Linked DNA regions of Mus musculus: region 2 is linked to region 1. Evidence: chromatin contacts called from public Hi-C data. All regions are on one chromosome and are shown on one strand. The core of a region is the stretch at or near the end of the contact, and the rest is flanking DNA. Distances in the headings are between cores, read along the strand shown. Region 1 holds the start of Tmem82 (transmembrane protein 82). Region 2 overlaps Fhad1 (forkhead-associated (FHA) phosphopeptide binding domain 1).

The links. Hi-C and Micro-C count contacts between places; a contact is called where the count stands out from the background.
Region 2: a Hi-C map of bone marrow-derived macrophages shows a contact between it and region 1, with 2.4 times the contacts expected there. The contact joins the enhancer-like site here to the promoter of Tmem82 in region 1. A contact is called at or near these places in 7 of 484 Hi-C or Micro-C datasets (B cells, the Ba/F3 cell line, bone marrow-derived macrophages and 4 more), 2 of 115 datasets of contacts at active chromatin or transcription factors (fetal liver and pancreatic cancer cells) and 1 of 9 other capture datasets (embryonic stem cells).

Annotation. Positions count from the first base shown.
Region 1 is chr4:141,614,833-141,621,083 of GRCm38.p6, reverse strand. It overlaps Tmem82 (transmembrane protein 82), which reads left to right and starts at 2,451. Exons shown (of 6, transcript NM_145987.2): 1 at 2,451-3,185; 2 at 3,372-3,444; 3 at 3,615-3,789; 4 at 4,463-4,880; 5 at 5,949-6,139. The coding sequence starts at 3,098. It overlaps Slc25a34 (solute carrier family 25, member 34), which reads left to right. Exons shown (of 5, transcript NM_001013780.1): 5 at 490-2,260. The coding sequence ends at 672. It overlaps AI507597 (expressed sequence AI507597), which reads right to left. Exons shown (of 3, transcript NR_033566.1): 3 at 5,480-6,126.
Region 2 is chr4:141,974,598-141,980,848 of GRCm38.p6, reverse strand. The region is part of intron 5 of Fhad1 (forkhead-associated (FHA) phosphopeptide binding domain 1); the gene reads left to right. Among named protein-coding and RNA genes, the nearest start is that of Fhad1os1, 5.3 kb to the left of the region's middle. Within about 2 kb of position 3,293, at least 22 of the 459 cell types and tissues checked have an H3K27ac peak or open chromatin away from gene starts, as enhancers often do. A contact at or near this core is called in bone marrow-derived macrophages, where this site is marked.

The sequences.
Region 1 (6,251 bases), core at 1,202-3,701:
AGTTCCAGGACAGCCAGGGCTATACAGAGAAACCCTGTCTCAAAAAAAAAAAAACAAAAAGAAAAAGAAAAGAAAGAGAGAGAGAGAGAAAGAAAGAAAGGAGAGAGGGAGGGAGGGAGGGAGGGAGGGAGGGAAGGAGAGAAAGAGAGAGAGAGGAAGGAAGGAAGGAAGCAAGGAAGGGAGGGAGGGAGGGAGGGAGGGAGGGAGGGAGGGAGGGAGGGAGGGAGGGAGAGAGAGACAGGGTTTGGAATTTTGGCCTTTCTGTCATAACATCGATAGGAAGTGTGAGGACAAAGGCTTGTGTGCCTCCATATCCAAGCTGTATCCAAGCCCTGAAGGAGGCTATCTGCCTGCAGGCAAAGGCTCCTTTTTATTAGCAGCACAGTCTATAACCCTCCTGTATGGGAACAGATGCTGCTTCTGACACTACTAGACACACTCGGCTGTGTCATCTGGGACCCTCAACCCTCTCCCCATGTTTATCCCCAGGGCCAGCTGTATGGGGGCCTCGCTGATTGCCTGGTGAAGACCTGTCAACAGGAGGGACCCCTGGCACTCTACAAAGGCCTAGGCCCTGCCTATCTGCGCTTGGGTCCCCACACCATCCTTAGCATGTTCTTCTGGGATGAGCTTCGGAAACTGGTTGCGAGGGCCCAGCACCAGGGCACCTAGACTCAACCCTCATCCCACCACCAAGCCTGCCATCTGGTAGAGGTGATGGCCTGTCAGTGTAAGACTGGCTGCCCAGAGCTAGCTTGAGTCAGGCCCTGCCACAAGCCAGGAGGAGAAGGCAAGGAACAATGGACAACTGGGATCCATTGAGCCCCAGGACCAGTGTGCCCCATGTCACCACCTCTTTATTTCCCTTCTCTCCCCTGGGTTACCATGCCTTAGCTCATGGCCACAGCAATGCCTACATTTAAAGATTCCCATTAGGGGAGCCACTCAGCTGCACTGGCTCCTCAGTCCTCCACCCACTGTGTGACCACATGAGCCTCTCTCAGCATGGGGAAACTGAGGCTGAGGGGAGCCATGTCTCTGGCTGGAGCCACATATGTTTGCCATGACAGAGCCAGGACTGGAGTTCAACTCTGCCTACCCCCATACCATGCTCTCAACGAAGACAAGGCTACATCAGGACTACTGGGCTTCGTGTCCCTCAGAGGCCACTGCATGTGAGACCCTTGTGCCACCAGGGAGTCCTTGGTGTCCCCAGAGTCTGGTTGGCCAAAGCTAGTTATCAAACCAAGTTCTGAAGCTGCCTCAATGGCTTAGCAAAACAAACAACCCTGTTTTCCTACCTTCTGAAGCTGGAAGCGCAGGAAGGTATTGGCGGTGTTGGCGTCTCTCTTTTATTTCAGTTATCTGTGGTGCTGTGGTAGAGCCAGGGCCTGGGCATGCTGGTCACGTGATCTGCCCGTGGTCCACACCACAGCCCAAGGCTGACTTCTCCTGAGACCTCTTTCCTTGACTTTAAAATGAGCAGCTTCCTTTGGTCTTCTCTGAATCTGAGTAAAATCAGCTTTCCTCAGGCTGGGGACATAGATCAGTCGGCAGACTGCCCACCTGATGCCCACGAGGCCCCCCAGGATCCAAATGAACTGGGCATGATGGCCCCTGCCTGTATTCTCAGCCCTGGGGAGGCAGAGGCAGGAGGATCTGGAGTTCGGAGTCATCCTCGGCTCCATAGCAAGTCTGAGGTCAGCCTGGATTCCATGAGAGCCAGAGAGGAGAGAGAGGGAGAGGAGGGGAGAAGGGGGTTGGGGAGGGAGGAAAGGGAGGAAGAGGAGGAGGAGGAAGAGGAGGAGGAGGAGGACAGGGAGATGGAGACCCAGTTCTGTTGAATAGGACCCACACAGGGACTGCATATTACCGAGGGAGCTACCACGGCCTCCCTCTACAGTCCCTGAGGGGCTGGATTAGGGCGTCAGCAGCAGTCTTAGAGCGCTTGAGTCCAGGCTTCCTGTTTGTGTACGTCCGGGGGAGCTCAGGCCTAGGAAAGAGGGTGCCTGTCCATGTGGGTCACGGAGCAGAGCCACTGCAGGGCCAACGACACACTCCGAGCCCTCTCTCCAGACTGCAGGCACGCTCCACCACAGGGACAGGTGTGTAAGGCACCCAGTGGCCTTTCTCCTATGAAAGTGGACACTCGCTCTTGGCCAGGTAGCCTCAACCACCTTCCCCAACCACTTCCCAAGTGAGAAAAATTACTCCAGATGAACACTCCTGAACACTCCAATAAAGTTTTATATTTTGTAAACTTTGGCAATTGCCCTCTGCTTCCCTGTCCCTGCCCCGCCCCGCCCCGCCCCAAACCCTCAATCTCAAGCCTTTTATTTCTAGGAAGGACCCAAAAAGCAGTGCCCGCCCGCCCAGGTGAAGCCTGCCACCTAGTGGACGGAAGGAGAACAGTATGACCCCAAGAAAGACTGCGCTCAACCGGAGTCTTTTTTTTTTTTTTTTTTTTTTCGAGACAGGGTTTCTTTGTGTAGCCCTGGCTATCCTGGAACTCACTCTGTAGACCAGGCTGGCCTCGAACTCAGAAATCCGCCTGCCTCTGCCTCCCGAGTGCTGGGATTAAAGGTGTGCGCCACCACGCCCAGCTTCAACCTAAGTCTTAAGGGGATTCCAAACCCTTCTTTCCCTGTGGCTTGTAGAAGCTAAACTACTAATTTTCAGAAGCCCGAAGAGACAGAGCGCTGCGGGGAGCAGCTCTGCTTTGGGAACTTGAGAGGGCCAAGTCACACTTCAGGTTGAGTGCGGGCCACACCTGAGAGGGGGAAGGCCAGGTGAGCTGGCCGAAGAGGGACTTCCGGAAGGCATGGTGGCCTTGAAGTCTAGCGGGGACAGACCAGAACCAGTTAACTGCTTTGCCCTTGAGACCTGAATGGGAAGCCACCAGCAGCTGCGAGCTGACAGTGCCACTGAATCCAGCAACCTGGAAGATCTAAGGCAGCTGTCTCCCCGGCCCCGCCCCCAGGCCTTTGACCCTTTCCTAGTCCCTCCCCTGTCCTCTAGAGACACCTTTGACCAGTGATATCATTGGGTTTGTCCCAGCGCGGACCCGGTCGGAGGCTGAGGGTTCCTGGAGGCTGCCATGTTCTCCCTGCCTTCCCTCTCCTCCTGGCTCCCCAGCCTCCCTTCCTTTGAGTGGGGTTCCAGTCTCTTCGACAGCCTTCTGCAAGGTGAGCGCCTCTGGGATGCACACCTGCCCCTCCCCGCCACGTCCCTCCCGCGGGTGGGCGGAGTGCAAGGTGGGCCCCACATCCACGTGGGGGTCTCGGCTCCTGGCTGCCCCCTGAGCTCACCCTGCCTCCTCCCCGACAACACTAACGCCCCCCCCCCTTCACCCTCTCCTTTGTCTGGCTCAGGCTTGATCGGGGCCCTTGGAGTCTCGGTTCTCAACAGTCTCCTGAAAGTTTATTTCTTCGTGGCCTGTGTCAAGTGAGTGTCCACGTCGGTCCCACCCACCTTGCCCAGGCAGTTGGTCCCTGAGCGGAGTCTGGTCTCTCTTGGAGAGAGCCGAGAGAGTTGAGCTGGAGCCCTGGCAACTCTCCCACGGGACAGGACCCCGTGATCCTGTCTTTCAGCCGGCACCCATTCTGCCCCCACAGTGACCCCCAGCGGCAGCCCCAAAAGCAGCGGCTGAGCGCGCAATGGGCCTCGTTGGAGATGCTGCATCTGGCTGGTCTGACCCTGTTCCTGACCTTGATAGGGTCCCGGGTAGCCGCCCTCGTCGTCTTGGAGTTCTCGCTCCGGGCTGTGTCCACTCTGCTGTCTCTGGGCAAGGTGAGACGACAGCGTGGGGCCACTCTGGGCCACTTTCATCCTCTGGATTGGGAAATAGAGCCTAGTGACCCCACCCCCACTTTCAGATGGAAACCATAGATTTTAGTTTGTTGCCTGGCAGTACGAGACAGACCCAACACACACACACACACACACACACACACACACACACACACACACACACAATCACACCCGTGTAAATGTCGGTTCTGTGAGCTGGGAGTGTGGATCAGTTGGTAGAGTGCTTGCCTGGCATGCTCACACAAAGCCCTGGATTTGATCCCCTGCACCGTGTAAACCCAGGCCTGGTGACAACCTTGCCTGAAGGATGAGAAGTTCAGGGCCATCCTTGACTATTGGGTCTGGGGCTAGCCTGGAACACATGAGATCCAAAAACAAAAGGCTTGTTCTGCTGAGCTTTTTGACCGGCCCTGGCTAAGTTCCTTTGAGGGCTTTGGCCCATTTTGTCCGGACAGCTGTAATAATTAAGGGTCTTCTTGGATCTCCACCAGTGTGGCAACTGACGCTCAAAGGAGCACACGGTTTGCCTGTGAAGTCGGGTCTTCAAGGCCCAGACCCATCACCCTCTAGCCAACCGGATGAACAAGAGAAACCACCCTCCTGATGCCAGCCTCCCGCCATGTGGCCTACGCTGGGCTCTCTTCCCCTGCAGGGTTCCGGGAACAAGGAAAGGCTCCAGCTTTTCCTGGTGTGTCAGTTCTCCCTGGGCTGTGGGCTAAGCTGTGGCCTGAGCTTCCTCCAGGAAGGTGCCCCACACCGCTCCCTGAACCTGCTGCTGAGCCTGGGGCTGGCTGTACTCCTTGCCCTGGGTGCCCGGCGCCTAACCCGCCACATCTGCAGCCTCTATGAACTGCACAGCAGCCAGCGCTACTGTGGGGTCTGCTTGGGCCTGCTGGCCAGCCAGCACGGCATGCCCAGGCTCCTGAGCCGCACTCTGACAGTGGCCTTTGCTGTGAGTGATCTGGCGGCAGTGGCTCTCATCAACAAGGACTTCCTGAGCTCCTCAGAGGCCGTGCGATTCTGGACCCCGCTCACCATCTGTTACACACTGTTGGTCATCTACATGCAGGGTGAGAGCCCCAGAACTGGGGTCCCTTCCATTGCCCACACTCCCCTTGTCATCCCAGCCATCCAGTCCGGGGACAGGACTTAGACTCTACCATGGGCTTCTTAGAGCAGTGATGTCATATAGGAACCCATCACATAGGAACCCTGAAGACCTGGTACCTGGGTTGGTCTTGAGGACTAGGTAAGGTGAAAGGGATTGTGGGTCAAAGCACAGAGTGAAGGTGTGGCCATGCACCACTGCGTGTGGTTTAGGGTTGTCCCCCCAAGGACCATAGGGATTATAGTCAAGGCTGGCTATAAATTCAGAAAGGCCCGTTCCAGAGCCCTGGCCAACCAAGCTGGGCAGGGTCCTATGCAGGAGAGAGTGGCTGGTCAGATCTGGCCACTAGGAAGAGGCACCTGGCTGCAGAATGGGAGTTAGTCGCAAGTGGAGGAGCAGGGAAGGGTGGTCCAAGCGGTAAGAACAGTAGCTGTGAAGACCCTGAGGCAGGGATAGACTTGGCAGTCTCTGTGTACGAAATGAGGAACCAGGACTGCTGTCTTTCTAAGGAAGGGGAACACAGATCGGATGAGGATGGAGAGACGGGACCAAGTCAAGTTTGACTGTGGAAAACAAGACTTCCATTAGAGTTCTCTAAAAGCAGAGGGATGGTGTCATCTTATTGGTGTGTTTAGGTCGCTTTAGATGGTCAGTAGAGCTTGGTCGGGAACAAAACTCAGGCGCCTTGATGAGTGAGCTTCGGCAAGAGGGGAAGGTGGCTGGGACCAGGATGGAACAAGAGAGAGACTGGCAGAAGCCAACTGAGCTGCGGATGATTCAAACTGACAGGCAGAAAGGGGGAGAACCTTAGATTCCTGCCATCGACTGGCAGGGCTCTGTCCTCAACCAGGGGGAAACTTAAGGGTGGGTAAGAAGTCCTGTAGGTGCCCAGAGACAGAAGCAGGGCTGTGGGAAGGCAGTCAGGGAAGCTGACAAGATCCCCGGGGAAGGCAGCTGAGAAGTGAAACAGGCTGGCCCCAGCTGATCTCCAGAAGGTGCCGGCTGAGACAGTGACAACCGCGTCCCACAGAGGAGCAGTGGCAACATCGCTTCAGCCTACAGGGCCAGGTCCAGACGGTGCTGGTGCGCATGGGTGGCCTCTTCCTTCTGTTGATGACCGTGGGCCGCTGGCTGGATCTCCTGAGTATCTTTTTCTCCCTTTTGGGTGAGCTGTGGTGCTTAGCCGGTATTCGCGCCTTAATCGACCTCTGCCAGATACAGGTAGGTACCTTTATGGATCCCCCCCCCCAGCTTCCCACCCTGTTCCCAAGGTTCCCAGCACACACACCCCCAGAGTTGACAAGAGTCGGGAGGGCAGGGGACCCTCAACTCG
Region 2 (6,251 bases), core at 2,044-4,543, 360 kb before region 1:
TGTATCTGTATATGTGTGTATGTATATTTGTATGTATGTGTATGAGTGTATATGTGTGTCTGTGTGTATATATATATGTGTGTATGTGTGTCTGTATATCTGTATATGTGTGTATGTTTGTGTGTATGTATGTGTATGTGTATGCGGGTGTATATCTATATGACAATAATTCATAGTATATATAACATATATGTGTATGTGGCAATAGTTAATCATATGTATGATATATATGTGTATGTATGTAAAATAAAGAAGTCATAAATTTGAGAGGGATGGGACATAGGAAGAGTCAAAGGGGAAGGAGGAGGTAGAAATGATATGGATACAGTACTCATGTATGAAATATTCAAAAAAATTTTAATGAAAAATATTTAAAATAGGCAAAGCATGGTGGTGCATACTTATAATGCCAGCACTGGTTGGGTAGAGGCCATCGGGCTCCTCAGTCAGCCAGTCTGTCCTCTATCCAAAGAGACAAGCCAGGTCCCAGGAAGAAACCCTGTCTCAAAAAATATGGTTGATGCCTCCCTAAAAATAACCCCCACACAAAACATGACACCTGTGCATGTATACCTGCATACACACCTGCACACATATAATTTCAAAGTAATAATGAGTGGCCATGTTGGTCTTGTACATAAACTATTAATGGTTGATGTGAGAGGTCCCCGTTCACTGTGGTGGGGCCATCCCTGGGCTGGGTGGTCCTGGGTTCTATTAGAAAGCAGGTTGAGCAAGCCGTGAAGAGCAAGCCAGGAAGCAGCACTCCTCCATGGCCTCTGCATCAGCTCCTATCTCCAGCTTCCGGCCTGGAGTTCCCGCCCTAAATTCATGATGGACTATAAATTATAAAATGAAATAAACCCTTTCCTCTCCTAGTTGCTTTAGGTCACGGTGTTTATAACATCAAAAGAAATCAAACTGGGCCTGGGTGGTGATGGCGCATACCTTTAATCCTAGCACTCGGGAGGCAGAGGCGGGCAGATCTCTGAGTTCAAAGCCAGCCTGGTCTACAGAGTGAGTTCCAGGACTACACAGAAAATCCCTGTCCCAGAGAGAGAGAGAGGAAGGAAGGGAGAGGGAGGGAGAGAGGAGGAGGAGGAAGAGGAGAAGGAGGAGGAGGAAGAGGAGAGAGAGAGAGAGAGAGAGAGAGAGAGAGAGAGAGAGAGAGAGAGAGAGAGAGGAGAGAACCAAATTAGGATAGATGTTCACCTATCTGACTCCATGAAAGCGGGTCATAATTTGAGTATTGGATCAAGTATCTAGTAACACCTGGGCGTGACTTCTTCACTCAGGAACAATTTAGGAACAACCACACTTAATTATTATACATTCAGTTATAATTGAAAGGGGTGTTTTGTTTTAGTTTTTATTTGTGTGTACATGTGACTCTGTGTGTGTTTGTGTGTGTGCGTGTGCATGTGCTCACACTATAGCACATAGGTGGAGGTCAAGGGACAACAGGCATGCCTGTGAGGTTCTATCTAGATAGGAAGACCCGCCCTCACTGTGGGCAGCACCATCCCCTATGCTGGCCTCCTGGACTCACTGTGAGTAGCACCATCCCCTATGCTGGCCTCTTGGTCTCACTGTGGGCAGCACCATCCCCTATGCTGGCCTCCTAGACTGAATGAAAAGGGCTAAGCGAGCCAAGCACGAGCCGGCATTCTTCACCCTCTGCTTCCTAATGGCAGATGTGACATCACCAGCTGCTCACTGAAGCTCCTGCTTCCAGGATGCACTGTACCCTCAAAGTGTGAGATAAAAAAAAAAGCCAGAAAAAAACAGCCCTCTCTTCCTGAAGCCGTCATTGTCTAGGATTTTGTCAGAGCATGTCTGAACTCAAAGATGTGGCAGGTTTAAATCCAAGCAGCTCTTGTTTTAGTCTCTAAGCCATTTTATCGCCAGCAGAACCCTCAGGCAGAAGTATAATTTGTACAGCAGGTTGATTAATGGCTCTGGTTACTTTATGTGTCGTCGAGGGTCCCCTGAAAGCAGGGACCTAACGATCTGCTCTCAAGGCTCTTCCATCTGCCACCATGCCACCAAAGCACGCTTACCTCCGTGCCCGAGCTAGTTAGTAGGGTGGTGATTACCCTAGGCGATCCTTCTTCCCAGCACTGCTGACTTCCTTATGACCCAATACCCGTTTTATTACACAACCAAACCAGGCAATAAACATCCCGGGGTTTTCACCAATGACAGACAATCTGGATATTTATTTAGGTAATGAAGGCTGTGAAGAAGGCTGAAAACTGCGATTTGAGACCTTAGGGCAGGGTGCTTGATTGAAATATTTCCTGTCTGATGGCCCTGAACTCTTAGTGGCATCCCTTCCCATGCCTGGCCCCCAAGCTCATCCTTAGAGAATGCCTTTGGTGTCCTGCGCCAGAAAGATTTAGGCTAGAAATTAGAAATGTTTATTTGTTTTTATGTTTTATTTTTGAATGTGTGTAGTGTATGCCTGCACATATGAGTGGGCATACACACCTGTCCGTGTCTGTCCTGTTCCTGAGACAGGGTCTCTCACTGAGCCTGAAGCTAGGCTGGCAGCCAGCAAGCCCTGGAGACCACGCTGTCTCTGACCCCCATGGGGCTGGGCTTACAGGCTTGTGTGCTGACACGTTTGTTTGTTATGCGGGTGCTGGGATCCGAGCTCAGATTCTCATGCTTGAGCAGCAAGCACTCTTACCCACTGAGCAATCTCTGCAGCCCCTAGAAACATCTATCTTAGTTACAGTAAGCAGGAAGAGAGGAGCTTTCTCCACCCACACATTCAGGTGTGTGGCTCCAAGGAAGGTGAGGGGACACATCCATACACACACACACACAGACACACAGACACACACACTCACACACATATGTTCACACATACATATACACACACAAACACACACACAGAGACACACTCACACACATATGTTCACACATACATACATACACTCACACACATATGTACACACATACACTCACACAGACACACACACTCACACACACAGAGACACAAACACCACAAACACACAATCACACACACAGACACACAGGCTTTTTTTTTCATTATTTAAAAATTTTATTAGAAGATTTCAATTTACATAATAGAAACTGGCGAAAGGTAAAGGAATTTAACTGTACATAATAAGGATTAACGACAGGTGAAAGGCATCAAGACCCTAATAAAACCCAAACTCACTGGAAATCTTTAAAAGTATAAAAGCCGTGAAGAAACAATCCTAGACACTGCCCGTGTTCACTCGGGGGAAGTGAGTTTGAACAGCCTAATGAGGAAGGCAGGGCTTCCCGTGATTGGTCTGATCTAACCAGTCAGGGCTTGCGGTTTGAATGAAGTTAACATTCACTGAGCTCTAATTCATTTCCCCCTAGAAGTAAGCTTTCCTCTCCCGTGGCCCCTCCCTAGTTTCCTGGCATTTTCCCTCCCCAGACCCTCACAAAAATAGAGTGTGTCTATATGTGCGTGTGTGTCTGTGTGTCTGTGTCTGTGTGTGTGTTGGAATAAGGGTGGCTTCAAATAAAATATAAAATATAATTCATTTGGTTGCAGAAAATGATAAGCAAAATTTGGAGGCTAACTAATAGAGAAATATAGAGTTTTGATATATAATTATTTTCCTTTATGTGATTTTTGACTGGCTAATAATATTAGGAGTAAAAGTCAAGTTGTAAGAATGATTAGTGGGAGGCTGGGCATTGGTGGTGCACGCCTTTAATCCCAGCACTTGGGAGGCAGAGGCAGGCAGATTTCTGAGTTCGGGGCCAGCCTGGTCTACAAAGTGAGTTCCAGGACAGCCAGGGCAACACAGAGAAACCCTGTCTCGAAAAAACAAAATAAAACAAATAAACAAACAAAAGAGAATGATTAGTGGGGTGGATAAGGGGTCTGAGGAGAATATAATTGAAAAGTTTAAGTTATGTTTATCTTTTTGTCATAATAATGATAGGCTAATAAGGCTTACCAGAATGCTATATGAGGTTATATTAGCTCAGATTTTTACATTTTTTGATAGCCAAGTTAGTGGAAGGAGTATTAGTGATGGGAAGATAATTTTTAGCATTGTAGGAGATAAAGATGTTGTACACAGTCAGTCCGTCCCGTCTGTGTGAGAAAGTTTGCCTGGCAGCTGCTTCTCACGCTGCAAACACTAGGATAGTAACAGGGATTGGTAGTGAAGTTACCTAGTTAGAGTTTAAAGTAGATATGGAGGTTAATAATAAATAAGGAAGGTATTATACCTTCTAAACAAAGGAGGGAGAGAAATATGAAAGTCCCCAGTAGGGATAAAAAAAAAAGCTAGAGTTAGGTTAAAGAAAGAAGGTGTCATTATTGGTAATTATGAATAATATATGTTAGAAGCTACAATCCACACATGAGCCATCGCAAATGCTGTTTGTCTTTCTGGGATCAGGCTAGGCTCTCTGACTTAATATAAGATTTTCCAGGCCCATCCATTTCCCTGCAATTTCATTTTTCAGAGTCAGCAGGAAGCCCAACACAGGGCTGTGGGCGCCATCTAGTGGTGTGGTTGTGTGCACACATGTGTGCCTGCAAGTGTACGTGCATGCATGCAAGCGTGTGTGTGTGTGTGTGTGTGTGTGTGTGTGTGTGTATGTCTGTGTGTCTGTGTGTCTGTGTCTGAATTATCTGGGTGGGGCAGGGACTAACCTTTGTCTTTTTAATGCCAGGCCTGTGACAGAGTGTGACAGTCAGCAGTCACCCAGCAGCTAAGTCCAGTCAAGATTCACAGGCACACACAAAAGTATTATAGTCTGTCTTCCTTCCCCCAAAGCAGCCAGAAGCTAAAGCAGGATAATCAAATAGTCGTAGCTAATATCTTTATGTGATGTGCCAGGCATTGTCTGAGCACTTTTAAGTCTGTTAGCTTATATAATCTCTCTGCAGCCCTGTAAAGTCAGGACTAGCATGACCACGTTCACAGAATTAAAAGCTGAGACAGGACCAGGCGTGGCATGGTGGCACACTCCTTTATTTCTAGTACTTGGGAGAGCAGAGGGGCAGACATTCTCCCTCATGTATAGGCAACACAGTATAAATTCCAACTCGCTCTCTCTCAGTGTGTGTGTGTGTGTGTGTGTGTGTGAGACGTTAATGTGGTGGTGTGCGTGTGTCTGTGCTTACAATGTGTACACATAAAGGCCAGAGGTTGAAGCCAGGTGTCCACCTCCCATCCTGGTTTCTCTGTGTAGCCCTAGCTATTCTGGAACTTCTTTTATAGACCAGGATGGCCTCAAAGTCAGAGACCCACCTCCTAAGTGCTGGGGTTAAAGGCACCACCAACACACCCATCTCGGGCATCTTTTCTTGGTCGCTCTTCACCTTTATTTTTTGATAGGATCTCTTAATGATCCTGAAGGTCACAGTCCGGCTGAACTGGCTGGCCAATGAGCTTCATGGACCGCCCGTCCCAATCCCCAGGGCTGGGGTGACGGGCACATGCCACTCTGCCAGGCTTTGTGACACGGGTGCCGGAGATCTGATCTCAGATCCTCACGCTTGCATAGTAGACACTCAACTGAGACGGAGCCAGACACCTGCTGGCAGGGCTTGAATGAAGCTCCACCACAGGCCAGCCTGAGCCGAGGTCCCAAGCCGGCCGGCAAGCTCAGCTCGCCCGTTCTTGGTTTCCTCACTTGCAAGGTGGGAACTGTATGGCAACATCCGTCAGAGTGCTGTGAGGCTCTACAGAAGGAGCCAGGGCTGAGAGTGTGTCTGGGGCACTGGCAGGCATGTCCAGCCTCTTGACATTGCAACTCATCAGTGTCACTGAACTGGCTGTAAGTTCATGTGTAAGAGCTACACTATAAAAATGATGGTGGTCGTGATGGTGATGATGATAATGACGTCATCGTCATGGGCCAGCAAAGGTGCTTGCCCCCAAGCCTGTACTACCTGCGTTCAATTCCTGGGACCTATAGGATGAAAGGAGAGCACCGAGTCCTAAAGATTGTCCTTTGACAATTGTGCACTGTCCCGTGGACATGACCACCATCCCCAAATAAAATTGTTTTTAAAATTCATAATGCTTTAAGTAAGTCTCTGATTTTGGGCAGACAGTTCATGAGCTGCAGACTGAGTATGTCTTCTAGAGGGTCCTGTGAAAAATGTCCACTGTCATCCAAGGAAAAGGTTACAACCTGTGTCACTCTCTTGAACTCTGCTTGACATCCAGCCAGTGATGTCTGATGGCAAACCCTGGGGTTGGTCTGTTTATGGCTGA